Regions from separate parts of the Mus musculus genome. Here regions 1, 2 and 4 are each linked to region 3. Evidence: chromatin contacts called from public HiChIP or PLAC-seq and promoter capture Hi-C data. All regions are on one chromosome and are shown on one strand. Each heading gives the region's core, a stretch centred on a gene start, on an enhancer-like site or on the middle of the called end of the contact. The rest is flanking DNA. Distances are from core to core; before and after follow the strand shown. Region 1 has its middle 27 kb from the start of Pik3c2g. Region 2 holds the start of Golt1b (golgi transport 1B). Region 3 holds the start of Aebp2 (AE binding protein 2). Region 4 holds the start of Ldhb (lactate dehydrogenase B).

Region 1 (6,476 bases), core at 504-3,003, 1.0 Mb after region 3:
TATAGGTAATTTCTCCCAGTTCCGAAAAGGTAGGTGTGGTGTGAATATTTATACCATCTGTGGCATGCTGAAACTAAAAATCACAGGAGTCCGATGGTCAAGGTTTGAAAAGTCCAAACCTTGTTTTTACATATTTTGGGAAAAGGGTGTTGGTGATGCAGTTCCTGACTTGAGGAAGCAGAAGGGCGTGATTATTAAGAGAAAGAGAGGCCAGGGAACAGTGGTGGGAGGAGGAGTCTGGGAGAGGTGAATTAGAGAACCACTATGACGATATTGAACTGACAGCAATGCGCGTCTCTAGCTTGCAAAATTCCAGGCTCCATAGACCCGCTAGACCTTTGCACATAGAACAATTTGTTCAAGTCAGCACCTTAACCCTCCGTGCCACATGTGACTCCGGAGAACTTTTGCTCTTTTCTCATAATAAATAATCTTCCCCCCGCCCCCGGGCTTCCTTTTTGTCCCTACAGCTGAAGTTTTGTATTCTCATTTTTGACAACTGACTCTAATTATAACTTTCTATGGTCATCTATAATTTCTATGGTCATCACATAGATTTTAGCGTGCAGTTATATGACCCAAAATGACATTCATACGGATGTACTAGCCGAGCACTAACAAGACAAAGAAACAAAACAGAAGTCGGCATATTTTTGGATCAAACTGATACATTTTTCTGATAATAGCAATTTTGTTCATGTGTCTATTTTCCTTATTTGAAGTATCTAAACGTCTGTGTACAGCTATTTTCCAGACAGCAGGTGAGATCACAGGAACGTATGCATAGCTTTACTCGGCTTGAAGAGAGGAAAACAGGGCGAGTCCGCGTTCCCTTTTCCAAATTTCATCTAAGGTGGTTGTAAATGACCTTGTATCTTTTTCTCTTTCTCCGCGAAGCAAACTTTCTTTTAACTGTTGGAGAGCGCCACCTTGTGGACTTGAAAAGCTTCTCCAGTTGCTGCTTCCCATTTGTGGGTGGAAGGATTAGCGCTGAGGGCGGCAAGCTTGCCTCCTGAAGTCAGGCTAAGTGCCATTCAGGACAAGCTGACCTCTAGCACTCCCAACAGTTACTAGGTTTTCACTAATTACAAGTTATTCGTTTGGTTTGCCTGGGACAGGAAACAGTTGGCCTTTCCTGATTCTCATTACCAGAATCAAACGAAGCATGCAGTTCCTTAAGAATTCCGATTTGATTCAACTGTGTGTCCATTTTATGTATTCAAGAAAATACCACGAGCTCTGCTATTAAAAAAAAAAAAAAGCATTTGGAAAGGAACCAATGATAATTTCTGTGTTGGAAAGTTACTGGAGTCGAGTAAATATAGTCTTCAAAATGAGTGTTCTATTTGTGTTGGGATTTGAGAAAAAAAAATTTGAAAAAAAATCAAAATGTAAGCGAAGTACTTTGAATTAAGGACATCAGAAGGACTCAGAAGTCACGTCAGAACCAAGTCCTCTCTGAACTTACTGGGTTCTGTTTGACATACCTCTCATTTCCCTCCATCATATTAATAATGATCTATCAGACTCTCATATTGTTATCTGGGAAATATTGGGGATAGATTATGTACTATATAAACTTTGCTGATTCTTGTTATTTTGCGTGACAGTATGCAAAATGAGCATGTGAGAATCACTGAGTCTCATGGAAGTCGGCCCCTGAGAAGACACAGACCTGTCTGTCAGAGAGCTCACCCCGCACAGATTCACGTTAGCTGACCTCTTGCCTTCCGGGCCTACAGTGGCGTAGTTTGCTCTTTACCCTGGTCCATCCGTTTAGTCATGGCTCATTGCTAACCTGCCCTAAGGGCAGTCATACCACTGCCTCGCTCTGGAAACGCCCACGTGTCTGTCGTTAGGATTTGCTGTGCTTCGCTTTCAATTCGCTTCGTTCTGACTGGTTTATGTAAGCTGCAACCAAAGCGATATTCTCATGGACTCAATCTTCCAGAGGCCTCAACTTGATAACTTTAACTGTAACATATACATACAAGACATATTTATGCTTGAAATTTATTTTTCCATTAATCTGGAAACAGCTTTTTCACTTCTTACAACTAAATATCTTAGCAAATTTATTCCAAAGAATTTTGAAACTTTGAGAGAATTTTTTTGTTCTTTCTTTCTATTTCTTTCTCTGTCTTTTAATACACACACACACACACACACACACACACACACACACACACACACTCACACTCGAGAGCCTCTCCTGTTTCTTCTTATGAATTTTAACTTCTTTAGTTGCCTGTCAGAATTCTGTACTTTCTCTTGGTATATAGTTTAAACACGGACTTTAATAAGTTGTTCTTTCTATGTGCAAATATCTAGTGGTTTTGAAGCCCAGACCTTTGCAAACTTACAGCAGTCTTGTTTATATCGACACTAAATCATGTTGTCTACTGTAATACCTAGAATGTTCTTAAAACTTGCTTTATGAGTATCTTTAAATATTTTCCACAGTGCGTAGAATTTCGCTTTCCATCCCACAAGTGTAACTCACATTAGTAAAATGAAACTTTGTATCCGTCACGGAGAAAGGTCTCAGATTTGAAATTCTGTTTGGCAGTGAGGGGAAATAGCCAATAGGATTATGCGGTTCACATGGAAGCCATTTTCACAGACTAACAGACACAAAGTGATAATTGACAGCATAGGGATAATGACGCGCTTTTCTTGCTGTTGGCATCTTGAGAGCGCGGCAGTCATGACTGGGCTTCAGTCCTGCGTGCGCAGAGTCAGCGCCTGCAGCTGTCATCAGTAGCTTGAATTCGTTTACAGCATCCTATCCTTTCTTTACACTCGAGTTGCTCTTTGGAACAGGTGAAAGTAAGGCTCTATCGTGACATATAATTTGACCTTTCTGAGTCTTTAAAATTTATTTTTACCATGAACCTCAAAAATGAAATTATGGCAGTAATAATTCTTGCTATCTTCTGCCCTTTCGTGCGGTGTTCCTGAAGACAGTGTTAGAAATTAGCCCATACCCAGAGAAGCGAGAGAGAAAGAAAGGGAATTTTTGTTTAGACATTCCTAATTGCATATAAGAATTCACACTTTTAAATGGATCAGGAATTTCTACAACTGTCTTTAGCAAACATCGCATTGATAATCCCACTACAATGTCTCACAGTAGACCGTACCTTCATGTGTTTCGCTCCGTCTTTTCCTCCTCCGCCATCAGGAATGCCAAGAGGAAGCGGCCGGTAGCTCGGGCTGTGGGTAATAATTTACTAATCACCAAAGGGGGCTGTTCGCTGTTGGCTTATCTTATCAGCTGCTACGCAAATAAAACTGCACGTTCCCCCGGATTTGTTTGAGCACCATAAGTGACTGGTACGACTACTCTCTCACATTTTCCTGTTACGTTTCCGTCATCACCTGTTTTTGCAGCAGCTTAGCAGGGCAGGCAATGAGTGGTAGCAATAACCTGGGTGTTTAAACCTTGCTGTTTCACCAACTTCCTAGAAGAGGTATGGAAAGTTCCAACAGAACAGCGGCTTGCCAGGCCTCTTAGATGCTATTAGCCTGTGAGACGCTTACAGAGACGGTGCTGGCAGCGCGGGTCTAGTCTCTGACTTCTCTTTACTTCTACTGACTTAATTCCTCTCTTCAGGTTTAGAGTTCTATTCAGCTCTGCTGGAAACTTTCTGGTAACAATTTTTAAAAATAATCTTGAAGTTTAACATCATTGAAGAGAGTGTCCATGGCTTGAGATATAGCATATGTGAAATTAAATTATATTAAATTAAAATAGAAAAACATGTAAAACATGTATTTGTCAATTCAACTTAAAAACCAGTATCCAATACCACATAGTGAAATAACTAGACATTTTGTAAAAATGTGCTATGTGTCATAAACAAACAAAGGAACATATTGGCATTCATTTTAAAGCTTTATGAAAATTATGAATAATTGAATTCCAATGACTGGTTTTGATTTTTTATCAGAATGTAATATACTTTCATACTCAGCCTCTCTGTGTTATCTGTTTAGAAAGGGACGACTGTTTTACTATCGATTTTGGTCCTGTGGATATTGCTACTTAATATTATATAAAAAGTTCTCGAATAGCAATTTCTTAAATATTAGTTACAACATAGAAGCAGTAATCCAACTAATAAATAGCTCATGTAGGATTACATTAAACATCACTAATTATTTTCCAACATTATTTCCTTCTATGACTTGGAAATATGGAACTTTGTTTACTCGGAAGAGTCAGATTTACTGGGCCACATCGTGTTACAAATATTACTATACTTCATTTCACAAGCCAAACTAGCCATATTTGTGAAGTTCATCAGTGACCTGAATCTTGAAGCTCTCAGGTCATATGAAGTTCAGAGTGACAGACACAGTGTTTACAAAATTTAACCTTTCACTCCAAAGGTGGATTTTGGCTGGAGGCGGGAGTTTTCTCAGTTCCTTTTCCTGAAACTACAATCTGACTCTTTCAGTTCTGAGGACCCCAAGGACCCAACACTAAAACGTCTGTCTAGCCAGTTTCTGAGTGACAATGGTGACACATGGCATCTTTGAGGCTAAAGAGATGGCTTGGCAGTTAAAAGCACTTGCTGAGTAGGGAGAGGACTCAGCCTTCCACATACAGCTCACAACAGCCTTTACCCCAGGGGGATCTGATGTCCTTTCTGGACACAGTATGTACTTGCATGTGAGGTTCATATACTTTTACACAGTCACACACATACATACATCAAGTAAATAATACATATACATTTTAAGGGAAGAAATAGTGTTCATTTCACTCTAAAGAGGGTTGATTTAGCTCTCTGTTAAAACTATTCTGTGTTTGCTTTTCCTGGAGACGCAGTGATCATTTCATAAGAACTTGGCCTTTAAATGCATGTGTCAGAGGATACCACAGACCTTCAGAGCTAGCATTCTCTGGCTGGAGTGCTGAGAGTAAGAACTGCTGTATGTAATTCACATGGTTCTTGGAATGATATATAGGGATTCATGCATTGCTAGGAGCCATCTAGGAAAGGCTATGGCTAGCTGGTAACCTTCCTGTACGTAGCCCACCATCTTTGTATGCTTTTTGATGGGTGAGCTTTGAGAAACAAGGCCCCAAGAGACTTCATCTCAGGATTGCTTCTCGCAGCTGATATGCTTTTCCTGTCATCTTTACATACCTTAAGGGTTACTACGTATTTGCCCACTCTATTGAGCAGGCTTCATGCAGTTCAACATAAAGATGAATTTTAATAATTCAATCATTAATCAATAATTGCATAATTTCAAATTAATGGTGTTTAGATCAACTAATGATTTTTAAAGGATTCCTGTTTTAATCTGAATACTCTTAGAAAGACAGTTTGAAGAGATGGTATCAGTTGTTTTGCTAGAAAGATGTAATAAAGCTAACATCAAGAGTAAAATGTGTCCACTTGTCATAATAATAAGTAAAGGCTGCATAATAAGAACTATAATGAGCTTTCATAATTACACCAAAACCAGAAATAGGCTTGGGATGAATTTGTGTTGAAGGAAAAACATCATGTCCAAAGATGAAGCCATAGATATGTGTGGGGAATTGGGCTGCAGGCTAGTCTCCAGTTGAGCTGTGGTCTGAACCCCAAAGGTGATAATTCACCTTCATGACACGGTAGGCACTCCCTCATGCTCCTGGAACTCTGGGTCCTGCCTAAGTTACTGCCCCCCACAGTCCCCACAAGACAATCATGGCTAAAAGTCACATAGACAATAAATGTTCCAAGCTTCTGACCTTCAGGCTAAACTCCATAAAAAGGGCTGTTCAGTCCCTGCTTGCTCTCTTACTATTCTCCCTCTTACCCCTCACTCCCTCTCTTCTCTCTCTTTGTCTTCTCTCCTCTTTCCTCTCTCTTACTCTCTCTCTAGCCTTTACCCTCTCTCTCTCTCTCTCTCTCTCTCTCTCTCTCTCTCTCTCTCTCTCTCTCTCTCTCCCTCCCTCCCTCCCTCCCTCCCTCCCTCCCTCTCCCTTCTCTCTCTCTCCCTCTCTCTCCCTCCCTTCTCCCTACCTTTCTATAATAAAGCTCTAAAACCATAAAATGTCTCTGCTCATCAAGGCCCACTGTGCTTGGAGGCTGGGACAGGCTTTCTCCTAATGAGCCCTTTCTAATCTCCCGTTAGAAGGCCTTCCTGTGCTCCAGTCTAGATCCACTGTACTCATTCAGTGTTGGGAACCTCTCTTCCCTCATCCCTCTCTCCCATAACCCTGGTGGCTTTAGCAAAGTAGCTCTGGAAATCCCAGGTACGACTGCCCCTTGCCACCCCTCCCCCAAGAGTGGGTCAGAGGCTTAGATGCTCACCTGGGGATGAGTGGAAGGTAGATAGCAGCCCTCCCATCCCTGACAGACCAGAGACTAGGTGGAACTCTGGCAGGGTGTGGATTTTCCCTTCCCCCTCTTCCCCTGGGCCCCCTTTTAAGTTCCCAACAGATATGTACTGTGATAAGGCAAGGCTATGTG
Region 2 (6,551 bases), core at 2,615-5,114, 1.8 Mb before region 3:
AAGATGCTCATTCATGAAGATGGATATCAAGCTGATACTGTGCTTGCTGTGCAAACATGAGGACCTGAATTCAGACCCCCCCCCCCAGCATCTTCATAAAAAGCCAGACTTGGTGGGTCATGCCTGTATTCCCTGGGTTGGTGAGGCAGAGATGGGCATTTTGAAGCTTACTGGCCAGGCAGTTTAGCCACATCAGTGAGCTCCAGGTTCAGTGGAGACCCTGTCCTATGTGTGTGTGTGTGTGTGTGTGTGTGTGTGTGTGTATGTATGTATGAATGTTGGAGAATGAGCAAGACACCCAATGTCAATCTGGCCACAAAGTGCACGTGCGCACGCGCACACGAGTGCACGCACACACGCACACAGAGTAAAAGCCTTCCTCGTGTTTGAAAATAAAGGAAGAAAACAATATGGCAATAGTTCCTATGCATTGAGAACCTGTCAGGAATCAGGCACTATGAAGTACTTCCCAGAGAATATGCACTATACAATCCTCCCAGTACCACTGGACTGTAGTCAGAATCACATCACTTTAGGGTGAGAGGATAACTTGCAGAGAGGAGATTTAAGCTGCTCCAAATCAAAGTTAAGTATCTAGTCTATTTTAACCATTACATACTTATTAAACTCAAGGGTACTGGAAGGCACAGAATATAAATGATTTAAATTTCATCTTAGTCTAGAACAACTCAGTGGGTATCACACCTTTAAGAGTTAGCTGATTGGTCTGGAGAGATGGCTCAGTGGGTAAAAGCACTGACTGCTCTTCCGAAGGTCCTGAGTTCAATTCCTAGCAACCACATGGTGGCTCACAACCATCCGTAATGAAATCTGATGCCCTCTTCTGGGGTGTCTGAAGACAGCTACAGTGTACTTACATATAATAAAAGAGTTAGCTGCAGTGGAAAAGATATCCCATAAGGCTCTTCACAGCACAGTGCCAACAGTGCCTCACAATTCCTTTAACAAAGTTCTGAGGTACCCAGTAGCAACCAAGGCTCAAGTTTCCGATGAGCAACCCATTCCTGGTTGCTGATTCCAAGCATTAGTGTGGGAATCAGTCACACCACAGGCAGCAGGGAGACTACAGACCCAGTCTTCTCACTCTACAATCCTACTAGAGCCATGATTCACGAAGTACATACAGGTCAGAAGGGGACAGACAGCTGCCTGTAGACTCTTTTACCACACTGGCACCAGTCCAATGCTGCCAGGAATCCTCCATGAAATGGGTCAAACCCTTATCACACCCCTTTCTCACCTCCACCTTTTCCGTTGTCCCTATCCTTATCCAGCTGCAAGTTTTCTGAAATCAAAAGGCCTACATGCTGCAGTGATCTTCCTGCCTGTATCATACTTGGGAAAACATAATCTATCTTTATATTTTTCTGCCCATAAAAAAAAAAAAGCTTGATAAAAGCAATCTGAGATATTAGCTAACATAAAGAAAAGACATACTGAAGAAATTTTATAAAGACCAGTTTAGCCCATTGTCAATCACAGCTGACATTTAGTGATGGGGACACCTTCACAGAGCAAGAGCAGCCCCGCCTTCCTCATCACACCCTTTAGGAAACAGAAGAGTCCAACTAAGTAAAACAAATACCACAGCAGCATTTTGCTTAATGTGACAATCCAGATGTAAGCTGGAAGCTGCCCCCATTTCATCTCCTTGAGTAAGTCTTGGCATTTCTTTGGGCTTTGCTGGTATGGGGGAGGGCATACTACAGAATCTTCAGCACATCATGAACTGGCATCTACCCGACTGCTCAGAGCTTGATCAACCTCCTCACAACATCTGAAAGCCATGACTCATGCTGGCACCTTTCTGGGCTGCTAGTGGTTCAACCTCGAAGTCAACACAGACACAGATCTAATCTGAATTTGACCAGCTCTGGTTCCCTAACCACTGGCTATAACTCACCATCTCACCTCAGAAATCAACAAGTGAACATCACAGAATTTCACCATCCCAAGAAATGTGGTAAAACAAGGGGAGAACAGCTTCTTCTGCCCAGAATTCAATCCCTCACTGTGTTACTTTTGTTGGAGAGTGACATTCTCTGCCCTGTGCACAGGGTAATTTATACACCACAGACTTGTACCATCCCAAGATGTGAATGTTGACATCAAGTCTCCTCAGAAGCTAGCTAGTACTACAGTAACAAGAGCAAAGGCTTGTGAACCAGAAATCCCAGGACCATGGCTGTTTCTGCCTTTGTGTGTAACTCAATGTCTTACACGTCCCAATTCATAAATGGTCCATGCCTTCCCATGCTTGTGTAAGAATTAAACGTGTAAGTAAGAAAAGCTGCTCTTCTGGATCCAAGTTGGTTTCCAGCACCCACACCAGGCAGCTAAAAACCGTCTGTAACTATAGCTCCAGGAGGATCCTGTGACTCTGGTCCCCACATGCATGTTAAAAAAACTCATTTAAACAAGCAATTAAGATCACTCTTGTCTATATAACTACATGTTGCACTAAACTGAAACAGGTTCACAAGACTTAGTGACAGTAGGGAAAAAAGGGACACTTTTATTTCTGACTAGAACCAAAGGAGCCTGACTGGACCAATAGACAACACCCCTGGGCTAGAGAAGGTAGCTGTGCAGTCCACAGTAAGACAGAGGGGACTGCCAGGGTGTGGAGGGACTCATAAAGCACCTGTGACACTCCAGTGTGCCACAACTTGAATCTAAATCTTCAAACTCCACTTGAGAATAACTTCAAGGAAGGTTTTTGTTTCACTTCAGTGGGATGTTAGAATCTTGAAAAGCTAAGGTGAATATAGTTTGAAGAAACAAAGTTCATGGTAATGAGCAAAAGTGAGGCAAAAAGAGGTCATACCCATAAAGATATCTTTAAAAAGTAACCAGCTTGGGTAGAATTTATAAATAGAAAAATAATTAAGATTGATAAGAAAACATAGAAAAATGAAGTCACAGAGAAAACGATGGAGATAGGGATAACGCTCTGCTAGTCTGCAGAAACATTTGGCTGAGATGCTCTAATCTCTGGGGCTACAAAAAAAAAAAAAAAGGCAAGACTGAAGACTGCAAAGCTGGTCAGAATGATGAGATAGGCAGAAACAGGATGCTAAAATAGAACACGCCACGAAGTACAGAATACAACACTAATAAAGAAATCCTTTCCCAGTACAGACAGGCAGAGTCCTTCATGCTTGTAATCTCATAACTTTAGAGACCGGGGCAGGATTACAAGTGGGAAGGCTAGCACTGACACAATGAGCGCAAGGCCAGCCTCGTTAACCTACAGTGTGATCCTGGCTCCTAACCCAGAAATCTAAACCATCGAAGTCAATGCTCAGAGCACAAAGTGACTTTTTAACATTAGTAAACTTGGTTGAAACTTAAACGAGCGGAAAACCGAAGTCCTTGTTAAGGGAATTTTGGGTAGGTAGGTAACAGTGGAGTCTGATCACGGCTCTCTACGCCCCCAGCCCACCCCAGCCTTGCAGGCGCTCCGCGCGGGCGGACAGTCCCATTCCCGCCACCCCGGAAACTTGGTCCGACGGCTGTTCCGTGGGACAGAGCACGGGTGCCACCGGGGCGAAGGCGGCGGCGGCACTTGGGCCGAGGCAGGTCGGCGGTCCTCCCGTCACGGCCCCCTCCCTCCCGCGGGCCGCCGCCCCACGCGCGCTCGCTCCATTCATTGCGGGGCGGAGCAGAGGCTGAGGCGGGAGCACCGGCCAACGCTGGGGCCCGGCAGCGCTTACTCTGCGTATCCGTGAGGGAGATCATGGTGGCGGCGGCGAGGACCGCGGTGCTTCGGGGCCCACGCTGCGAAGCCTGGTCCGGAGAAGAGCCTCGGCGACGCCGCCCGGGCCCGAGCCGCCACGTCTTCCGGAAACACGCAGCCGCCGCCGCCGGGCCGCAAGGCCGCGCTCCATTGGCTGCAGCGAGACCAATAGCACGCGCTCTTGTTCGGATGTGCACCCGGACGCCGCACCACGCAGCCAATCAGAGAAGGCAATGGCTTGTGATTGGTGGAGGGGGCTGATCCGGAAGGGTGGGCGCTGCATGCCGGGCGGCGGGAAGGTTTTTACGCGCGGAGCGGCTGACAGGTTCGTGGTGGTGCCGGTTCCGGCGCGTGGGTCCGCGGCTGTCTGCTGGGCGGATAGGAGCTGGGCGTCGTCTCTGCCATCGCTTTCAGGAGCCCTGGTCGCCGCAGCTTGCGCTTCTGCCTCGTCTGTGGAGCCGGCGGGGTGGAGGGATGCGCTCAGGGTTAGCGTGCGTTTTCCTTCCGCACTGATGACAGTGGACCTGGTTCACGTTTTTTGACTGACAGACCTCTTTGTAACTTAGTTCTTGGATATATTTCGTGCTACGCTATGTTTTGCTGTGAAGTTGCCTAATTTAGGCAAGGGGTAGGTTATTGGCAGCAAAGTCCAAAAATATATATATATTTGAAGTAGTGGCAGGAAATGAACTTAGACCGAATCTCTCCTAAGCGAAGAGAAAGCGCCTGTTTTTAGGTTCCGGAAAAGGCATTTTTTTTTTTCTAGGCTGTTTACAAAAGTGAAGAGATTCAGGCTCTGCCATGATACAGGACCTTAGAGTCCATGGGCAGAATAGTATCAGTCTAGGAAGTGATAAGGAGATGTTCTCATACGTGAGGAAGGAGGAGTCTTGATTTAAACCCATCCTTAAATGTCCGTTAGTTTTGTCCTTACTCTTTAATCAGGGCTTATCTGTCTTAACAGCCATGCACAGGAAGGGTACAAATTCGATAAAGGAAACAGTTCAAGTGAGAATAGGCGGGTGCAGAATCTGTCTTTGGAGAGCACTCTTAGGTTTAGCAAATATAAAATTAAGCAATATATAACACACTTTCAAACGTTTGTTTTTTGCTTTTATGTAATGGTGACAGATTGTCATTGATTGAGCAAAAAAGTTGTTCACAACAGTTCATGAACACAATGAGGTCCTTGGCCCCTAACACAGAAAACTAAAACACCACCCCAAAAAAAAGCCTGTGTTCTGAGTACGAATGACTTTAAAATTAGCAAACTGTTGAAACTTAAATAGGCAGAAAACCTAAGTTCTTCCAAGGGAATTTTGGGCAGGTTACACGTCTACCCAAATAATTACTAAAAATACAAAATTAAGCAAAATATAACATGCTTTCTAATTTTGTTTTTATGTAATGGTAACAGATTGTCATTGAGCAAACATAACAGTTTGGGGAGTTAAATGTTCAGGCCAAGTTTTAATCTTTAAATTTTAATATAAGTCATGTTTCCTTCCACTTGTAACTGTCCCAGATTCTTTTAAGCCAAAAGAGTACTAGTGTGTACCTCACCCCCCCTCTGCAAGTGAGCAAATTTTATAGAGAAATGGAGTAAGCTCCCGCAGAAGAGAGGAGGCTCTGGAAATTATTTACTTAGAATATTAATTTCTTTTAAGTAGGCATTTAACTGTAACTCTCTAAAGCAACTGTGCAGTATACTGCCAAGTAGTTTATTTATTTGTTTATCCATTCATTTATTTACTTTTGAAAAAAATCTATCCTTATTTGTAAGGTGAGTCCTGCCAGGCATGGCTGTGCATGCTTTTAGTTTCAGTACCTGGGAGGCAGCCACCCCAGTTTTTAAGTCAGAGAGAAAGCCACAGAGGAACAGTATGTCATATTGCTAAGGTACACATGGGCCTAGTGGCAGAACTATTTAATATTCGGCCTTTTGGCTTTATCACTTTAAAACAGTAGGATATTTGGTAAGTATTGTTGACATTCTATTTGGCACCAACATCTGTAAGATTTTTTAAAAACTATATTGCTTTGTAACTTTTTTGTATATAATAGTGACAGATTGACTGAGCATTATTGATAGTACTGGTTTTGTTTAGTTTCTGTTTTGTGGTGCTAGAGATTAAACTCATGACCCTGTATAGATGAACATGCTAAAGCCAAAAGGCAAAGCAAGCAGAGCTAAGACTTAAGATAGTGGAGAAAGGTAGCCGGGTGTGGTGTGGTTTAATCCCAGCACTTGGGAGGCAGAGGCAGGCGGATTTCTGAGTTCGAGGCCAGCCTGGTCTACAAAGTGAGTTCCAGGACATCCAGGGCTACACAGAGAAACCCTGTCTCAAAAAAACAAAACAAACAAACAAACAAAAAAAACCACCACCACCACCACCAACAACAAAAAAAAAAACAAAAACCAAAATACAAAGAGTGGAGAAAGGTATATTGCCATCAGGAGGCAAGGCGAATGGAATCGTTTTGAAAACGATGCTCTCCAGGAACAAAGGAAGGCAGAGGAATGGTTAGGACGACTTCATAGTCTACGGGGCAGGGACACTGGAAAGGTTCCACTCCTCCGCATACTCAGTTTGCACCATAACAATTTTAGCTGATAGTAGTGGAGACTTGGGAAGTGTGTTGCCCAGGCCTCTGCCCTGAAGATGCCTGCTTCACTTCGTCACTAATGCCTGTGCATGCTAGCAGGACCTCTGCCAACCTCAACAGTGTTGCTGGTAGACATGTTACCATGTTTGTTCTTTCACTTTAGAAGGACATTTGGATCTCCGGT
Region 3 (5,926 bases), core at 2,510-5,009:
AAATTAAAGGAAAAAAGGAAGCAAGCATGCTTGTTTAACCTTATCTGTACTTAATACCCATACTACTCTTCATTGAGTTATGTCAAAATTGATATCCAATACCAAATCAAACCAAATTACTTAACAATTGTTTAACCAGAAATTCACTGTCCCCTGAAAGTAATGGAGAGGGTGGGGGGTGAGGACAACTCTGAAACACATACCACTTATTATTTCAGGTGAACTATTCTAAGCCAGAGCTGTAAGCCACTGCAGTCGCACTGTCCTCTTCCATGAAGGACTTGATCCTCCGGCCCCCCAAACCATGGTGTGGACAGCTCCCCAAGGGACATCTCAAAGGTCTAACGGTAGATGGGACCCAGTCCAAGCTTTCTCTGTTGTGCAGCAGAAAGAAGCAAACCGACCTGAGCTTGAGGCCAGCCTGGACTACATAGACAGAGTTGCCCCCCCCCCCCGCCCCCAAAAAAAGACAAAGGGAAAAAAAAAAGAAGAAACTCACAGGCTCTTGCCATGCTCAATCTCACAGCATGGACATAATGTGACCAGCCAGCTTCCTGCTCCTGCCCCAATGCCTTCCTACATGTTCCAAGTATTTCCGAATCAGGGTGGATTTGAACCTTCCCATCCCACCCCACCCTACCCGCTGCCCCTAGAACTATGAACCAAAATAAACCCTTCCTTAAAGATGAAATAAAGTGAACTATTCCAAGTTCTTCTGAGAGTACTGGAGGTGCGGACCTTGTTCACACCCAGCTGCATCTCTCCCAATGCTATTTTCTGTGAGACACTCGTTTGTTTCCATAGCTTAATGGACGTTAAAACACCCCCTCTCGTGCATCATCAACATGAGGGTGACATGGCAAACATGCATGATGATGAATAACAGTACGTGCTTCATGTGGAGTTGGAGTCAGCAGTGTCTCTGAAGGACAGCCTCGATTTTACCTGAACAAAGTGACAGCTTCCAGCAGCACACAGCAGCCCCCAAAACAGGCTGTGCCACAGGGTCTCTTAAAGATACTGGCCTCCCCAACCACATCTACAGTTTAGCACAACCTTTCTAGGTTTTCCTAAGGAGCAGTCTGATTTACACCCATTCGGTTCTTGTGGTAGATTAGATACTAGGTGGACACTGAATTTGGGAGGCTGAGGATTTATTTCTGTGAATCCCAGACCAGCCTGGGCTACAAAGTGAACCTCTGTCGTAAAGATTGTTGGAGAAAGAGCAAGTAGTTACTTATCTCAGTTTTAAAGTGTCGAAAAGAATTCCTGAGGTTTTTCCAGGCAGTCCCTATCACTGACTAGGAACGTGCTCATCTTTGCTCATCCCTTATCACTGACTAGGAATGCGCTCATCTTTGTTGGCAACCAGAATCCCTAAAGACCTCAGGGTGCTGTAACTTCAAACCAAAGCAAAGTCCAAGGATGCCGTGGTGAGGGGCGAAGGTAGGTAAGGTTGAATTCTCAAGAAAGAGCAACTGGGTTATATTAGGCCGACACCCTTCCCCCTAACCCCAAACACAACCCACGGTGAGAAATCACTATTGACTTATAAATTCTAATCTTCAAAAACTAGCAGGTGGTCAAAAGTAAATGCTAATGTACCTTAGGAACATTAAGCATGAGGTTCTTTGGATTAAAAATCAACTTCGATTATGAAATTTTACAATCAAAAATTAGAGCAGCAACCAAAACATACATTTCTTAAATGTACTATCTAGAACAGTGGCAATTACTCCAGATACCTCCCCATACATGACTGCAAAAAAAAAGTCACCACGGGGGATGTGACTCCCACATCTTAGTACCACTGTATATATAATGGTGCTTTTGTAAGCCACAGTCTACTTTTTTAAACCTGCACGCCTGTATCTTGTGACTCCCAATTATTTCCGATTCAGCAAAGCAACTGTAAAGGACATCAATTCAAATCTACTGTTCCTTTCCACAATGCTCTTTCTGTGTTTTAAACTTGGTCCCTCAGATTTGATGACCAAAACTCAAATCCCCTGAGATGATATAACTGACAGATGTGAGGGATCTGAGAAGCAGAGATTACACATAACGGACCAGCAGTTCTTTTTAAAAGTAAAGCAAAGCCAGGGGTGGGGGTCTCCTCCCTGCACAAGTTAGTTCTGTGAGTTCCAGGAGACCAGCCATATTGGAAAACACTTGTCAATTGCAGTTCTGACAAGTGTTCCCGAACACCGATGCACGAAGCTAACCTTGTGTACCGAGGTGTACATCAAGGGCCTCTGGAGCTCGGCTGGGGCGTCTGGGCCATTTTGGGGGGGCTGTCTCCGGGACAGAGTCGTCCTTCGATCCGAAAGGAGAACCGCGCGCCGAGGAAAGGAGGGTGGGGAAAGGAGAGTTGAGGGGGGATGGTGAGGAGTTGGAAGCCGCTCAGCGGCAAGAGGGGCGCGGCGGCCGCCCGGGATTTCCAAGTTGAGATCTGGGGGGGAGGGGCTGAGAATCAGGGGGCGGGAGATCCCGGAGAGAAAGTCCCCAGGTCTGGGGTCCCAGAGTCTGGGGCAGGGGAGATTCCGGCGAAGCCGTTCCCAAGGTGGGCAGGCGGGCGGGGCAGGGAAGGAGAAGCAAGAAACGGAAAGGACTGCGGCGAGAAAGTCCCCTCGGTCCCCTCGGCGGAGCCCGGGAATCTACAGAGCAAGGGATCGCTGCTAGAAGGGTCCCCCCCGCCCCCCGCCCCGCGCTGGGCCAAAGGGTCCAGGAGATGGGAGGGGATCGGGCAAGGAAGTCAGCTCAATGGAGTCCAAGAGGAGTCCCCTAGGTCCCCTCTGTGGGGTCCGGGAGGAGTCCCCTAGACGGGATCCACGCAGAGTCCCCTCGAATCAGGAAGAAGTCCCCTGAGTCCCCCTCGTCGAGGTCCGGGAAGGGTCCCCTTGGCGGCGCACTGACCTGTCCTCCGAGTCCATGCGGCTCAGCGGCTCCCCGTCGGACGACATCTCCAGGCTGCCCCGCCGGCCCCCGGAGGTCGCGCTGCTCCCGCCTCCCCCGGTGCCGTAGCCCTCGTCGCCGCCGCTCGACACCACGCTACTGCTGCTGCTACCGCCACCGCTGCTGCCCGGGCCGCCCGGGCCGCCCCGCGGTCCCTTGGGCTCCTCCAGGCCCTCCTTCCCGTCCCCATCGCCGCTGCTGCTGCTCGCCGCGCCCGGGCTCAGCGAGCGCGTCTCGTCGCCGCTGCAGCCGCCGCTGCTGCTGCCCACCAGGCTCTCGGCGCTGCTCTCCTCCTCCGCGCCGCCGCTGCTGCTGCCCTCGTCCTCGTCGTCCTCCTCGTCCTCGTCCTCGTCCCCGCCCGCCTGGCTGGCGCTCTCGGGGCTCGGCTCCGACATGGTCTCCGCCTCGCCGCCCCCCGCGCCGCCGCCCGCTCCCCCGTTCAACAGCAGCGCGGCCACCGCCTCTGCCTCCGCCTCCTCGTCATCCTCCTCCTCCTCTTCCTCCGGCGGCTCGGCCCGGCCGCGCGCCGCGGGCCCGGGGCTGCCGGGGGACAGCGGGCTGAGGCGGGAGAGCTCCTCCAGGTCGGCCATGTCGGCGAGCGCGGCGGCCATGGCGGCGCCTGCTGCTCCTCCGCCTCCTCTCGCCGCCGCCTCCTCGCCCCCGCCACCCCCCGCTCCGCGCCCGCACGCCCCAAACTCCGCGCGGCCGCCGCAGAGCGGGAGGAGGGCCCGCGGGGCTGCGTCAGGCTGCACACGCGCTACGGAGCCCGCGCGGGGACACGCGCCGGAACGCGCGCACTCACGCGGAGGAGGCAGCGCGCCTGCGCGCCGCGGCGGCCCCGCCCCTCCAGAGTTTCTTTGGGCCTTCCCACGCCTTCCCGCTCCGGGCGGAGGCGGGACGAGCCCTCGAAACCCGAAGTCGGTGGGGATTTTCACAGCCCTGGACTTCTACAGAGAGAAGGAGAAGCATCGGCTCAGAGAGAGAGAGAGAGAGAGAGAGAGAGAGAGAGAGAGAGAGAGAGAGAGTGTGTGTGTGTGGTTTGCGGGGGAGGTGGTGTCCTGTAGAAGGAAGCCGTAAGTGGAGCAAGTGTCTGGCCGTCTGAGCGCTTGCCATACTCAAAAGACAGGTCTCAGACATGTGCAGAAAGTTCGATAAATCGGTTTTTTTTTGTTTTTTGTTTTTGAAGCGCCGAGCCGATGTCCACACCGCGGAGGCAGAGGCTTGACTCGCAAGCCAGGCTTGCTTACCTGTCCCGATGTCCCAATGACCCAAGGAGGGCAGCTCAGACGAGGCGGGCGTTGCTTTGGCTCGAGATCCTCGCAGGTTTTAAGTCCTGGAGCTTCTAATAAAATCTGGGGTGACACTTGTAGGCAGGCTGAGTTCTTGGGGTGTAGCGCTGGCCGTTGAGGGCTCTAACCGCTCTTCCAGAGGAGCCGGCGGTCGGTTTGCAGCACCCACAAGGCGGCTCACAACTGTCTAATCCCAGCAGCTCTGACCACATCTCCCGGCCTCCCTCCCAGTCTGGTGGGTGGTGCACACAGGTACCTCACCTAAAAGGCACACCTTTAACCCCAGCCCTAGGGTGGCCGAGGCAGGAGGGTCTCCGAGATTCCGAGGCCAGCCTGATCTATATAGCGAGTTCCAGGCCAAACTGAAATCCTGCCTCACAAAAAGGGAGGGTGTGAAGAAGAAAGCAGGGAAGAGGTTACTACTCCTACTAATGAAAGGCTCCTCCCTATCCCCAGGCAAGAGTCAAACCTTCCCTTTACAGCTAGGGAAGCATTGCATCTTCCTGAACTTCTCGGTAAGGGAATGCTTTGTAAATAAGCTTTTTGTAAAATAAAGACCTGGAGTTTATGAGGAAGGCTGGTGAGCAGCCCACATCACACCCTGACTCCGGGGCACATCTGATGCTCTGGAGTGGGGAAGCAGTCTCAGAGAGCATTCCCTCATTCATTCTTAGTAGATCTTCACACACAAAGAGAGAGAGAGAGAGAGATCCCCCAGGTGGAGTATTTTCATGTTTCTAGAATTCACTGCCCTAATTTAAAAAATAAACATAATAAAAGAAACAACATGTAGTATGAGGCTAGAAGGGATTGTTGCAACTTTGAGGCCAACTAGTGTGGGCCACAAGGAAACCGCCCCACAAATATCTTAGTGTACAGTTGCAGCCTTAACCTTTGGATACATACTATCACACGTAATGTTCCCCCAGTGGAAGGAAACATCCTCAAAAAAAAAAAAAAAAAAAAAAGAAAAGAAAAGAAAAAAGAAAAAGAAAAGAAAAGTTTCCTCAAGGAAAAGCAAAAATTAAAATGATAATATACAATGTAGCTACACTGGCAGGCGTTAACCTCAAACTCTAACTTTCAGAGTCATTCTTGCAGATAGATCAGGAATGTGTTGTCATCCTGGATTGTAGACTGAGGATCACCAAACTGGACTGGAATAAAGCATGACTCAGTGTATGTGGCAGCTGCTCTAAGGCACATTAGAAATTAGGACTGACCTAGCAGAGGAAATTCAAATCTTTTTATCTCCCCCCACCTTCTAAGAATATTATGCAAATATTCTAATCCTCCCCACCCTGTAAACCTTTGTTTAAATAAAGGCCCATGGCTCTATTCTAGAAACTTGGTGGCCTGGAGCCTTGACCTTTTTCTCCTTGGACCCTCTTCCTCAGTTTCCTGGGTGATGATCTTTCCAGATTGGCCAACTGAATAAAATTGTAAGGTGGGAGCCCAGCCAGTGGGGAAACACACAGCCACCACCTGAGTTAGAGTTGTGTGTGCGGTCTCAGGAGCACACCCTCTTGATCCAGAGTGGTTGCCTTGTCTGGTCCCTTCAGTTGTAATGATGCTCTCTTTCGTTGTGACCCCAACTCTCTTGCATGCCTATTTATCAGTTGTCCACTGTTTATACTTTATAAAATGTATCGGTTTAGGCACCGTCCTCAAACACACCAACT
Region 4 (5,770 bases), core at 1,388-3,887, 1.9 Mb before region 3:
TTAATGATTCCACAAAAAGATCAGCTCATATTAAACCTTCACAAGAAATGACTAGACAATAAGAATCTAAAAACAGTTCCTTTGAGACATTAAACACTCAGTACTCCTCTCGACGATTGCCTGGGGTTCCCCTAAAAGAGTCTAGGGTACAAGGTGATTGTGTGGGACACCCTGGATTAAGAAAGAGAAATCCAGGGAGAACTGAAGGTTCTAACCTTGAGTTCTAATTTGCAGTATGTTAGATTGTATCCTGTGATAACTCCCTCAGGAGTATGTTAGATTGTATCCTGTGATAACTCTCTCAGGAGTATGTTAGATTGTATCCTGTGATAACTCCCTCAGGAATATGTTAGATTGTATCCTATAATAACCCCTCAGTTCATCCTCCCCCTCCTCCGCCCCTGCTCAGGCTCTGGGATCAGTGAGAACCCTGTCAGCTTCCACACCTTTCATTCAAACAATAAAAACAACTGGCAGCTATTCTCTAAGACTGGGTATGTAATCAGAGTCGATCGTCTCTAAAGCGTCCTTTTCTGTTCTACAGTTCACTTGCTCTGGTTCAAAAACATGACACCCTGACAACGGGAGATGACCTTTTTAAGATACAAAAGAAAAACCAAACAAACAAAACCAAAAACCAAAAAAACAAACAAACAAAAACCCCACCAGGCAGTCCTTGTAGAGGTGGTGAGCCCCCCAGCCCTACACCCTGCAACCCTGCGCTTCCTGAATCCTACTTAGTGCACAGAGCAGCTATGCCATGATCCACACACACACACACTCTCTCTCTCCCTCTCTCCCTCCCTCTCTCCCTCCCATTAAAGCTGGTGTTTCTCTGTGTAGGCCTGGCTGACCTAGAACTCCGTTTCTAGACCAAATTGGCCTTGAACTCAGAGACCTGCCTGTTGTCTGTCTCTGCCTCCCGAGTTCGGGGGACTAAGGGCACGAGCCACCTCGCCCGCTCAGGAGCACATTCTGCGTGATCACTTGCTGATGTTTGCAACCCTCTAGCAGTGTGCACATTGCCATTAGCAGGCATCCTGTCTTGTGTGTCTTGGTCCCTGCAGCACTACTCCTACATAGGAACATTCTCCGTACATAGTTTTAAAGGAGGAAACCCCAGCCTCTCTTTTGCTATTTCAGTTTACATTTGGGTTCGGTTTTATAACCCGCCTCACTCCCCGAGAACAATATACTTTAACTTTAGCCCTTGTTGCCTGCATGTTTCCTAAGCATTTACCTTGCAGATGGAAAGCTCTATTCTTTCCCTAAAATTCCCCCTAGCCACCCCTTCCCCTTCAGCTCCTGGTACTGATACTCTTTTTCACTGCTGGGATTCAAACCCCAAACACTAAGGCTGTACTCTACCCCAAAGTCCCATCCATAGCTGCCTGTCACATCTCTATCAAAGAGTCTCCTTTTCTTCAATTCCTACAATTCCTTCTACTCCCCAGTAATGTGATAGCTCTACCCAGACTCCCCCAAATTTTCAGTAAAATTGGGGCAGAGGGCAGCACCCAAAGAGCACAGTTATATTCACACTTACACCTTCAATGCTTGGCAGAGGGAAGTTCTATTTATAGAGTTAGTAGTCGTTGACAAGAGGTACACACTTAAAGAAAACAAAAGGCAAATTCTCACACAGCAACTCCAGTGAGCTTGCTAGATGGGGAAACAATTTTATCTTAAGAAAACACAACTGCCCTAAATTTTCACAACACTTCTGATTGCTTAATCCATGCTGGAATAAGGAACCGGGCACTGGGCTGGATGAGACAAAGAGCTAAGAATGTGGGAAGACAATTACAGGGCTGGGGATGCTACTCCCTGCTAAACTGTGAGCTCCTGGGTTCTATGCGAAGCGCTCTCTCTCTCTCTCTCTCTCTCTCTCTCTCTCTCTCTCTCACACACACACACACACACACACACTGTACCAGCTCAGCGACTCCTAGGGAAGTTACATCTTTCTTAGGGTTCTTATTTTTTCTCCCTGGGGCCAGGCTTTTTCTTGGGACCTTGCAGTTTCCTGGAGGAACTGTGAAAGGCAGAAATCAGGCACCTTCGATCTTGTTGGGCAGCTATTAGTTGAATTAGGTGTGGGGAGAGGGGGAGGGGCGGTTACTGTCTTATTGAAGGAACTTTAAATGACCAAAAATCTGTTCTCTTCTGGGTTAGTTTGTTTTTGTTTGTTTGAAACAGTCTTAATGGAGAGGCCTAGGCTGGTCTCAAACTCCTGACTTCCCTCAGGACTCAGCCTTACCAGTGCTGGGATAACAGGCGTGTATAAACCCCCACTTCTGAAAAGAGTTCAGAAGCTCCGAGGCCTTTTGGAGTGATGTATCAGTAGCATCTTAAGCAAGGCGACTGCTCTAAAGTGGAGCCGGAATGCAACCTAGACATAGGTTTCTATTAGCACAAGATGGAGACCGTACAGAAGGCCAGAGAGGCAGGTTTACGGAATAAGTGCCTCAGCGGAAGGTGACCTCTAACTTTAGAGAGCGGGGGAGAGCGCGTGCACACTCCAGCCTTGTCCTTGAAGGAGATTGAACGAGCCGAGGGGAGGGATAGACCCGTCTCGGGTTTCCAATCACAATGGAGAAAGCTAGGAGGCTGGAGCGCCGCGGCCCCGCCTCCTCCTCCTCCTTCTTGTAGAGCCGGAGTCTGCGATCCGCAGAGCAGCAGCCTGCTGACTTTGCAGTGGCTCCCCTGCCTCAGCGCGCCGCAGAGCCTCCTCTTTTCTGGTAGGTCTGAATCCAGGATCCCAAAACCTGACTTAACTGAACATCAGGGTGTGTGTTGTGGGAGTAGGGAGTGCAGAGGTGTTATTGTTTGGCAGAACAGGAGGAAGGAGCTACGTACGACACATCCACTCTTTGGGGCCTTTGTCCCTGAGCATTCATGCCCCTACCTATTTCTTCTTTGTGGTTTTGGGTGGCAAGCCGAGCGAGCAGAGGTGCGCAGCTGAGCTCCCGACTCGGTCTGCACCTTGGTACAGCCTGAGCACAGGGTGGTCTCGGGCCTGTGTGCTATCAATAGAAAGACTTGTAACGTAAGGTAAGTCAAACCTAGTCTCTTCAAGTCCTTGGCAGTTAGCACATCACCCATCAGCTGCGATGCAGCCTGGGGCGCAAGCCAGGGCAGCGCGCCCAGTGGCCGGGGAACCGAGCAAGGTCTAGGTGGGTCCCTGTGAAGGTTGGAAGGTCTTGCACCTGGTGATGGAGAACGGTCCCAGCTATTTTAGCAATGAGGATAAAGGAAAGTTCGGTCCGGAACACCAGGCTTCGTCCCCTCTCACGCTGCCCGCCCTGCAGCCGGGTACTTGCTGGGCCTCTTTAGATGCGCTAGGATTTTGTTTACTTCTTGTGCTAAGTGTGGAAGCCTAGGCTTTCCCCCTGGAGACCGTAATCGAGGTGTGCGCTGGTGTCTCCCTCGTGACCTGCTTTGCACAGGAGGAAAGGTGGCTTGGGTGTCACGGAACTGAACAAGCTCCGACAGCACCTGGGGTCGGGGGTAGGGTGAAGGATATGACTGGTTTTAATGGAGAAATTGGAGGCCATACCCGGGCATTAAGAGTTAACATAGGTGATTCTCTGCGGAGTCGTCCTTAGCCTCTGACCTAGACCACTGGTTCTTATCCACAGGAGATGGGAATGTGGGGGCACCCTGAGGCGAGGGTGTTTTTTCCTGTTCCTTTCTCTCTACAGTCAACTCCCTGATTTGACACAGGCTTGCTACAACGCAAACTATTTTCTTCTCATTCTCTATCACTGTGGGAGGTGGGGGTGGGAGGAGAATACACGCTGAACTTCAGTCTAGATATCTGCCTGTGCTTGCTGGATCTTCAACACTGCCGCTTTTGAAATTCCCCAAAGCGATTTAAAATGTTTTCAGGACAGCTTCAACGTTCCAGCGTTTCAGATAGCATCCCAGGATGATGGAGGGTGACCTTGGCCTCTCCTGACTCTCCTACCTCCACCTCCCAAACGTTGGGACTCCAGGCCTTCCTAATGTTCTCTGGAGCCTATCAGATTTTAAGCCAACTAACAAAAATAAACTTGGTGTGGGCAGGCTTTGGGGAGGCTCTGCTTTTCTTACTGTTGAGGCTACTCAGCTGAAACTGCCTAAGACACAGGGCCTGACTGGATTCATTTTAAGGTTGGTGCTTTGTCCAAACCCTCCCACAGCAGTTCATCTTCCCACCCACCAAAAAACTACAAGTGTAATTCTCTAAGGCTAAAATAACCCTCTAAAATCTCTAAAATAGCTCTGGAAGCAGTACACATTAGGAGGGAGGCTTTAAAACAACAAAAATAAGTTATGGAGCAAAGTAGTTGTGATTGCTTCAAGTACTTCACTCTGGACAACTAAGGGTTCCTTACTGGGTTCATTAACTAAGCCAGGTTTTGTTACTTAGCCCTTTACAGATTAGAAGTGAAAATGAAGGTAAAGGGAACGAACTGGCTGGGCTGTGGAACCTATAGGGAGCCTCAGCTGTGATGAACCACGCTAAAAAGAAACAAACGGAAGCAATCAGCGTAGATTATTAACATTGATAACTTTTCTGTGAAGACACTTTGTCAGGAGGGCAGGGCCATAACTTTTGTGAGATTTTAAGTACAAAAATCAGTCTTTGTCTTCCACAATTATTTGTAATGAAAATTACAATTCATATTGGCTTTAAACAAGCTTAAAAATAAGTTAGCTGGTTAACATGGTTAAACACAAATTCCTTATAGGGACAAAAGAAAGAAACGAGCTTGCTTCAGTATAATTATCTGTATCTTTAGCCAGTAGTTTGCACTTACAGCAGAAAGGTCACAGAAGGGATGGTGGCAACTTAATGGCTTGCATGGAGCTCTCTGCTCTGGGGAAGCATTTTGGTTTAAACTGGTGGAGAACTTTGCACTGAGTCCTGCATTCGGTGAGATGTGGTTCCTTCAGGGCTTCTGTTGAGCTATACTTTCAAAATTGAAGCTGTGACATTTTGGGCTACTTCTCAGTCAGATTCCGTGCATGTAAATCACATTGATCGCCCCTTCTCTTGCAGGACAAGATGGCAACCCTTAAGGAGAAGCTCATTGCGTCCGTTGCAGATGATGAGGCTGCCGTCCCGAACAACAAGATCACTGTAGTGGGCGTTGGACAAGTGGGTATGGCATGTGCCATCAGCATTCTGGGAAAGGTATGCTTGAAGAGCACCATAGGTCACAATTTCTGCAGGAGTTTGTAGTTTGTTTGAGGAGCCTAGGTCTGTGTTGTCGTCAGACCCCCTCAGGCATCTGAAATAACTTGGAAAAATTACACGTACTTTTCAGTACTTGTTATGGGAGGTTTCTGGTCACTCTTTGTGTGACCACTCTGGAACTGCTTCCAGAGTTTCTTAACACCACTGCAGTATTGTGGTGTCCTCCCGTCATACTCATATTCATATTTAAAACTCTCCAGGTTGTCAAAACCACACCCCTTATAGCTGGTTTTGCCTCAATCCAAGGCATGCATTTTATATCCTTACTGTATATCTTTTTCTCTGTTCTGCAAGCTTTTGACTTTTTTTAATTTTTATTTTTAAAAAAAAAAAGGTCAGTTTCATGGCATCTTCTTCAGTGCCTGCTTTTCTGGTGTCTCCTTGTGATTTATCTCATTGTATCTGTTGGGTGGGCCCCATACCAAGAGGGATAGCATAGTGACTTGCCTCGTTTCTGTGGTGGTAAACTGAGCTCTGTGGCTGGAAAATTTAGATGCAGTGGAATCTGTCCTCTTAGGACATGTT

The links. HiChIP or PLAC-seq counts read pairs in DNA pulled down with a chosen protein or histone mark. Capture Hi-C pulls out chosen DNA fragments and counts their contacts.
Region 1: an H3K4me3 HiChIP or PLAC-seq map of neural tube shows a contact between it and region 3, with 7 times the contacts expected there. The contact joins the enhancer-like site here to the promoter of Aebp2 in region 3. A contact is called at or near these places in 4 of 39 promoter capture datasets (cranial neural crest, frontonasal cranial neural crest, maxillary cranial neural crest and 1 more), 1 of 484 Hi-C or Micro-C datasets (cortical neurons) and 9 of 115 datasets of contacts at active chromatin or transcription factors (the SCID.adh cell line, T-cell acute lymphoblastic leukemia, craniofacial prominence and 6 more).
Region 2: a contact with region 3 is called in a promoter capture Hi-C map of liver, with 5 times the contacts expected there. The contact joins the promoter of Golt1b here to the promoter of Aebp2 in region 3. A contact is called at or near these places in 4 of 39 promoter capture datasets (embryonic stem cells, erythroid cells, liver and 1 more), 3 of 484 Hi-C or Micro-C datasets (CD4 T cells, CD8 T cells and the G1E-ER4 cell line), 7 of 115 datasets of contacts at active chromatin or transcription factors (astrocytes, embryonic forebrain, forebrain and 4 more) and 2 of 9 other capture datasets (adipose tissue and liver).
Region 4: an H3K27ac HiChIP or PLAC-seq map of thymic regulatory T cells shows a contact between it and region 3, with 12 times the contacts expected there. The contact joins the promoter of Ldhb here to the promoter of Aebp2 in region 3. A contact is called at or near these places in 7 of 39 promoter capture datasets (the 3T3-L1 cell line, 3T3-L1-derived adipocytes, embryonic stem cells and 2 more) and 6 of 115 datasets of contacts at active chromatin or transcription factors (astrocytes, embryonic hindbrain, embryonic stem cells and 3 more).

What each region holds. Positions count from the first base shown.
Region 1 is chr6:139,583,933-139,590,408 of GRCm38.p6, reverse strand. No RefSeq gene overlaps it. Among named protein-coding and RNA genes, the nearest start is that of Pik3c2g, 27 kb to the left of the region's middle. Within about 2 kb of position 1,753, at least 37 of the 459 cell types and tissues checked have an H3K27ac peak or open chromatin away from gene starts, as enhancers often do. A contact at or near this core is called in neural tube, where this site is marked.
Region 2 is chr6:142,384,556-142,391,106 of GRCm38.p6, reverse strand. It overlaps Golt1b (golgi transport 1B), which reads right to left and starts at 3,864. Exons shown (of 5, transcript NM_025872.4): 1 at 3,738-3,864. The coding sequence starts at 3,762. It overlaps Recql (RecQ protein-like), which reads left to right and starts at 4,020. Exons shown (of 15, transcript NM_023042.3): 1 at 4,020-4,085; 2 at 6,531-6,551.
Region 3 is chr6:140,621,335-140,627,260 of GRCm38.p6, reverse strand. Aebp2 (AE binding protein 2) reads right to left here and starts at 3,759. Exons shown (of 8, transcript NM_001005605.2): 1 at 2,917-3,759. The coding sequence starts at 3,566.
Region 4 is chr6:142,504,824-142,510,593 of GRCm38.p6, reverse strand. It overlaps Ldhb (lactate dehydrogenase B), which reads left to right and starts at 2,637. Exons shown (of 8, transcript NM_008492.3): 1 at 2,637-2,741; 2 at 5,048-5,182. The coding sequence starts at 5,054.